Regions from separate parts of the Danio rerio genome. Here region 1 is linked to region 2. Evidence: chromatin contacts called from public Micro-C data. All regions are on one chromosome and are shown on one strand. The core of a region is the stretch at or near the end of the contact, and the rest is flanking DNA. Distances in the headings are between cores, read along the strand shown. Region 1 holds the start of klf7b (Kruppel like factor 7b). Region 2 overlaps klf7b (Kruppel like factor 7b).

Region 1 (3,380 bases), core at 692-3,191, 43 kb after region 2:
ATTGAATTATTATTAGCTTCGTAGCTCTATCTTGATTTGTGTGTGTGTGTGTGTGTGTTTTACCCCCTCAAATTCTCTTAGTTTCTATCATGCACATGGCCAAAGAAGTGTCAAACGGCAGGCAAAATTGTAAATCTTGTGTGCTTGGACAGCCAATTCACAACACTGCAGGGTATGAATGCTTCACACACACACAAGCTATTATCTGATATGATCATAAGACTTTGATTAACACCAGAACTGTCTTATTGCACAACATATTCATTTAATCATTAAGATGATTTCGCCGGTTCATATTTTCCTTCGATACTCATACCAATATGTCTATATTTGCATTTTCTACCTGGTAATATTTGTGTTGTGTAGAATTGCCTTGTGAGTTGCTGGTAGGGGTAGATCTGTTTCAAGTCCACACTCTAGCGATAAATAACCACTCGCTGCATTTCCCTGCAGTTGAGCACATGGAATTGCAATGAGCTCAAGACAGCCGGTGCATGCCTGCAGAGGCGCCCATCGTCACATCGATTTCCAGAAGTCCTTCTACCACAATTGGTAAACCGTAATATTGCATTAATGCTGTTTAATTCATACAAAATCCAAATCCCAATGTTATCAGTACTGTATTTAACTACTAAACAATTATTGCCTGACACAAATCAATTGATTTGCATTGATTTTACACAGACCTCATGTCACTTAAAACATGACCCTGACAGATATTTCCCAATGTGCATCACTTCCACCAGATCTTCCAGAAGGCTTAAGTGGGATGTCATAAAAATGTAAAACACAGCTATTATCATTGATTACCTTTACCCTTCAAGAGTCAGCAAATTGTTATACAGATGCACAGCAGCTCTCAGAAAGAAAGAAAAAAAAGTGTGATTTGAATGCATTCTCCTCACATCCACTCACGCGCGCACCCTCGCGGCGGAGGTAATACATAATACATGACGATCGGGAACTGCTCTTGATATCGTCGTGCTGAAAAACACGAAGTAATCTGACAGATGCGAATGCATTATTTAATAACAAGTCGCTTATTGTTAGCGAAGCTCTTACTTTCTCCATCCATATTACGTGCGCCTTTAACAAAACGCCATTCAGTCAGTTTCAGCCAGAAATAATGCACATGATTCATCTCGTGTCTCATTCTGTCACTCTGTTTTGCCTGGAGTATAACACTAAGAAGTACACTACATTAGCACACAACGTATTGCAGACTATTCTTCTCACTAATAATCACTTTCACGTCGCTAAAATAAAAGGAACGGAGTTCTAGCTTCATGCTTTCATATGAAAGCAGCAACACAGCACCTGCATCACTAAAATCCACTACGCGCAAAAATTTGGACAGCGTGTTTTGGATAGGCGCGCGCACGGTGAAGTTGTGAATGTTTCCATCAGGTACATCTGCGCACATAAGCAATGCTTATTTACGCAAACAACTAACAGTCCAAGTAGTTTCGTGCAAACTCTCTCACCTGCTGCCAGTTCTCCTCCAGCGACGGCATCGCTGAGAAGTAGCCCGTGTCGTGCACCAGCTGAAGTTCCTGAAAAATACTGTAATTCGCCAACACGTCCATGTTGATGCTCACAAGAAAAACAAAACTGATGCTTTGATCCTCAGGTATAAATTGTTTTCTTCTCAGCCCGCTGTCAGACGCAAAAAGGAATGCTTCAAATCCTCCGTGAAGTGTAGTTAAAGCTGGTTGTTTTAAGCGCTAATGGAAAAAAAAGGAAGGAAAAAAATAAAAAACAATTCTTGTCACTTAATTGCAGTCCCCGCGAACTCTCAGATCCTCAGCCTGGGAGTGGGATGCAAACTCGGTGACATGAAGTGTCCACCTATTTCCGCATTGCCTCTGTGTCTTTTGCGCTATAAATTCCAGGTAGCCTTTCTCCTGAATGCCGTGGATCACCAAGGCAAGTTGCTGGGCTCGCTGCCTCGCGAGCGAGAGGAAGCAAAGGGAGCCGAGGGGGCGTGGTTTGTTGTCAATCAATTCCGTGCGTGACCATATACGGTAAATAAGGTTGATGATCTCACTGGCGTCCAAGTAAGGCGGTGCTTAAATAGCTAAAGAGGTGGAGTGAAATCTGAATAATATAGCGCGATTGGCTCGTGACACTTGTCAATCGGGCCGTAGAAGGCAGTGAAAGGTGAGCTATTTTTAGAGAGCTATATAGCAGCGGCAGCGCACTGGCGTCGCTCATACGGCCGGAGAGAACGCAACAAACAGAAGCAGAAGTTGCAGATTGTAACGTGAGGCAAGTCTCTATGTAGTCATATCTGCTGGAAATGATACATTACGGGTATCTCACAGCGCAAAGCTGCCTATAAAGTTGGAAGTGTCGTTTGGAAAATAATTAATGTTATGATGCAATGTTCAAGCGTAGGCGAATGCTGAAAAAAAAGTCTGAAGATCTTCTCAGATGTTTCACAAGTAGTAGGATTAAGCGCTTCACAGACAAGATCGGGGCTACTTTAAACATTTTAATTCTGAAATAAGAGGCTTAGCACTTAGAAATGAGTTTTAGCTTCTCTAATGGCACAAATTACCGCAAAGAGCATTGCAACTGTTTCAGCAACGCAATTGATGGCATTGATTTGCAGTACTGATCTGGTTATTGTTCTGTAAAGGGTAATTGACTCATCAGGATGGTTTTTCACCCTGTGGGCAAGCCAGAAACACTCCTAATAGCAGTTAATTCCTGAAATCCATAAAAACGCAACCTAAAAAGTGTAATATTTCTAAATAATGATTGTTGCCTATAGCAGTCCTGTAACTGACTGCTCATACTGCAAACGTTTACTTAATTCGTGCTCATCTATCTATCTATCTATCTATCTATCTATCTATCTATCTATCTATCTATCTATCTATCTATCTATCTATCTATCTGTCTGTCTGTCTGTCTGTCTGTCTGTCTGTCTGTCTGTCTGTCTGTCTGTCTGTCTGTCTGTCTGTCTGTCGTAAACAGATTTATCTTTGTTCAACAAACCATTATTCAAGCAAAAGCTTTTATTCAAAGTTATTATGAATCTAGTTTCTTAATGTAGCCTAATTAATATGAACTTGCTTGTAGTGTTAAAATTCATCACAATGTATGACACAAGATGACACATTTTACATTCAGATTTTTAATCTTAATACATGTGGTGTGTGTGTGTGTGTGTGTGCTTAATGTTACCAGAAGTAATGTCTGGCCAATGAAAGTTTATATTTTACCCCTTATTCAAACATATTGATGTTATGTTATTGTAAATATTCTAAGCAAATATAAGTGTGTTTGTTTGGAGAGCGTTTTGTGATCAAGAAAAACCTACTTACTGAAAAATGTGCAGGAGAATGGCTGCCAATTAAATAAAAGGGAGAAAA
Region 2 (3,507 bases), core at 73-2,572:
GGTTCGAAAGACCCACCCCCTCACTTATAAAGGTCCAAAAAGTGTCCTATACATGAGCTCATTTCTTCAATTTTGACTGCTTTGCCATCATAAATTGTGAAAATAACTCATCGAATAAAGCTTTAATACAGAGAAAAATATGACGTAAGTGACGTCATCTTTCACTACTGACCATCTGTATTGTTGTTCAATTGTGAAAACATTTTACAAATAACTTTTATTCTAAGTTTGGGACCTTATTCTTTAAAGAAAAAAATTACAAATAAAAAGCTGTGATGCACAAAAAGTCATTTTTGAAGCATATACAAGTATATTTTAATACTAATAAGGCTATTTTTGTTTTCCAGGAATTTTCAGATGTACTTTTTTTTACAAGAGAGGCTAGAAAAATTGTGAAGCTCTACGTTGGTTTTCTTCTTCTTATTATTATTATTATTATGTAATTTTTTTTTGTTATTCAAGTGGCCAAATTCTAACTGAGGAAAGTTGAATGTGCTGGCGTGTTTGTTATTTGCTAAAAAATTGGCGACTTAGCCTTAATAGGCAGTTTTTAATTTAAAACTTTAGCAGATTCCTTTATCTTTTCCTTATGATATATGATAAAATAATACATATAAATATAATTTTTTTCATATTTTTTATTCTAAATATTTAGGAAATGTTTTTGGTACATCATAAAGTGTGGTTATGATGGCCACCCGACAAGCTAATCCAGAAATAAATTATGCTTAAAATGTCACTAAAATGCAGTATTCAAACTATAAATACTTAACTTCGTAATGAAATAGAAAAAAAGGTCCACTTTTTGAAAAAAAAAGAAGCACTCCTTTCACCAGGCTGGCTGTGGGCCTGTAACTACTGCTCATTTCAACCATTTGTACACTAACAATAGCATTTGCATCTAACTATAAAGTTTATATTTAATTAATATTCAATTTAATTAACATTATTAAATGTTATCTTTATCTAATGTCAATTTTAATGCCATATTTTGGACAAAATAAAGTTAATATATCCCACTTATAGTCCATAATGACACCAAAATAGTTTTTGCACTATTGCATTGACCAGAATTATAATACTAGTGCATTGCTAATAGTATGCAAATTGTGATTATTTATTCCACATAATGTCCTACAAAAACCGCTTACTCCATGCTGATGTTTCAGCATACAGGCAAAAAAGAAAAAAACAACCCTCATCAAATATGCTGTGTCTTTCCTCTAGAGCTCTACGTGCATCCATTTCCTCTCCTGTGCCTCTCTCCATCTCTTTTATATTACTGTTATGTAACTCCTCTTACCTTGGAATGCATACCCATGCCTATAACTTCTCTTTCTCCCTGCACTCGAGCCACAGTGTGGGCATACGCCGTACCGATGGGAGGACGGAGGAAAGTGGAACAGAATGTGAGAATGAGATATTCGCAGTAATTCGGTAATGGGTATCACAGGACCAGACTGTGAATGAGTTATTCAGCAGGGAACCGGGCCTGTGCTAACTTCCAATGAGCCCGATGCAGCACTGCTATGTGCATGCCATCAGAGAGAATTTAAGAAAACAAGAGCCGAAGGGAGGGTGCGATGGATTCTTTGAGAGGGAGAGAGTTTAGTCCTGTGGTCTCATAACTGGAGGAATTTGTTTATAGGCACTTGGGGACTGTGGACTAGCGTGGTTGAGTTTGTGTGTGGGAGCGTTACAGAATTAAAAAGGGTTAAATTCATGCATGCTTGCTTACTTTTATTGAAAGCTAGTTTTGGAGCTTTTGCTGTGCTTCTCTTACCTGTCGCAGTGGTTGCACTTGAAAGGTTTGGCACCAGTGTGTTTGCGGTAGTGCCTCGTCAGTTCGTCGCTTCGTGCGAAACGCCATTCACAGCCTTCCCAGGAGCATTTGTAAGGCTTCTCACCTGCATGCACAAACACACATCATTTAATCCCCCCTTCACCATTCACACACACCTGTACACAGATGGTGCGCCTCTGGAGCGAGGCTGCTGCTGTGCCACTGTGAGTACAGTCAGCAGTTCCATTATCAACATCATTCATTACTGTTTCTCTCAATCACATATCCTAGCCAGCCAATCGGATCACACCATTTATTGCCCAGTTCTCCAAATTACAGCGCTGTAGCTCAAACCTCCTGCATTCTCAGTAGTCAAATGTAAAATATATATAGAAAAGAAAGAAAATGAAACAGATTTTGATTCAATCAAATCACTGTTTTACATTTTTTCTTAAACTGAAGAGGGGCTGCATAAATGTGCTCAGTCACCATAACAGAACGAATTCATAACCCAAAGTCAAGTATCCAAAATGAAGCCATTTGTGCTAAATGTTCTCCACCCTCCCAGTAAGCTCTGAAATTCAAATGAAGTTAAACAGATGGGAAAGGAGATACCAATTGTTCCACATGCCGTATTTTTATGCCTCAGATTTAAAATATGGCCTTGAGTGAGGAAGGAAGGGGGGGATTTCAGCACCCGAAGAGAGGGTCCCGGCACAGTGGCAGTGTTCCTAGGGAACAGAACAGGCTTCAGCCTGGGGCCTGGGTGGGAATGGGGAGGGTGTCGATGGCACTGATTCAGATCTGGAGGTGGTAATGATAATTGGGGTCTTAATGATGCTTAATGGGAAACAATGCCGTATTCACAGCACAAGAGCTGCCAGGTTTTCAAGCAAATGTTGTGTGCACCAATGTTACTAACTACAGTACAGCTCCATTTAAAATGAATGTTGCCCAATTTGAAAAAGTTATTTATTTAATTAGTGCCTAACATGCTTCTTAAGTAGGCTGACCACCAGGTAGGATGGCGATTTAGGGGTTTTATATACTGCATGTAATTTTTTGCATAAATATTTGTTACATTTAAATAACATGTTATAACAAAATATTTAGGTTGGCTTGATAGTCTATTACAGTCATATATATATATATATATATATATATATATATATATATATATATATATATATATATATACATACATACATACATACATACATACATACATACATACATACATACATACATATATATATATATATATATATAAGGTTAGGTAAGTTGATAGGTTATGCATCATTGCTAGCGTGTTCTGGGAGGTTGCTATTAGGGGTGTACTGTAAGTCAGACGTCTCATCACAATATAATATAGCATCAATACTCTTGGCCAGTGATGAGATATTTGATAATACAAAATTGTATGATTAAATTCTGATTGAGTCTGTGGCATAACTTTGAGGTTCTAAGTGAGCTGTACATTTACCAGAATGTTACACGGAAACAGTGCAGATACTGATTAGACAGAGAATGGTCACTATACACTTCGTTGGATTTGCTTCAGGAGATACCAGACCCACTATATTTAAATAAACAGTCACGAAGAGCCACTGTAGGATTATTTAAATGATGGTTTCATGCAAGTTAACATGGCTGCTTCATGATCAGTAAATGAGATGCAGATGTTCCTCTTGTTGTGAAACATCTGTCCTAGTATTATTTATAAT

Evidence for each region. Hi-C and Micro-C count contacts between places; a contact is called where the count stands out from the background.
Region 1: a contact with region 2 is called in a Micro-C map of caudal fin, with 1.6 times the contacts expected there. The contact joins the promoter of klf7b here to the enhancer-like site in region 2. A contact is called at or near these places in 2 of 18 Hi-C or Micro-C datasets (caudal fin and hematopoietic stem cells).

The regions. Positions count from the first base shown.
Region 1 is chr9:30,066,454-30,069,833 of GRCz12tu, forward strand. It overlaps klf7b (Kruppel like factor 7b), which reads right to left and starts at 1,942. Exons shown (of 4, transcript NM_001044766.2): 1 at 1,485-1,942. The coding sequence starts at 1,586. All of the region lies in intron 1 of LOC141376143 (a long non-coding RNA gene), which reads left to right.
Region 2 is chr9:30,024,354-30,027,860 of GRCz12tu, forward strand. It overlaps klf7b (Kruppel like factor 7b), which reads right to left. Exons shown (of 4, transcript NM_001044766.2): 3 at 1,784-1,907. The region is part of intron 1 of LOC141376143 (a long non-coding RNA gene); the gene reads left to right. Among named protein-coding and RNA genes, the nearest start is that of klf7b, 42 kb to the right of the region's middle. Within about 2 kb of position 1,323, at least 2 of the 62 cell types and tissues checked have an H3K27ac peak or open chromatin away from gene starts, as enhancers often do. A contact at or near this core is called in caudal fin, where this site is marked.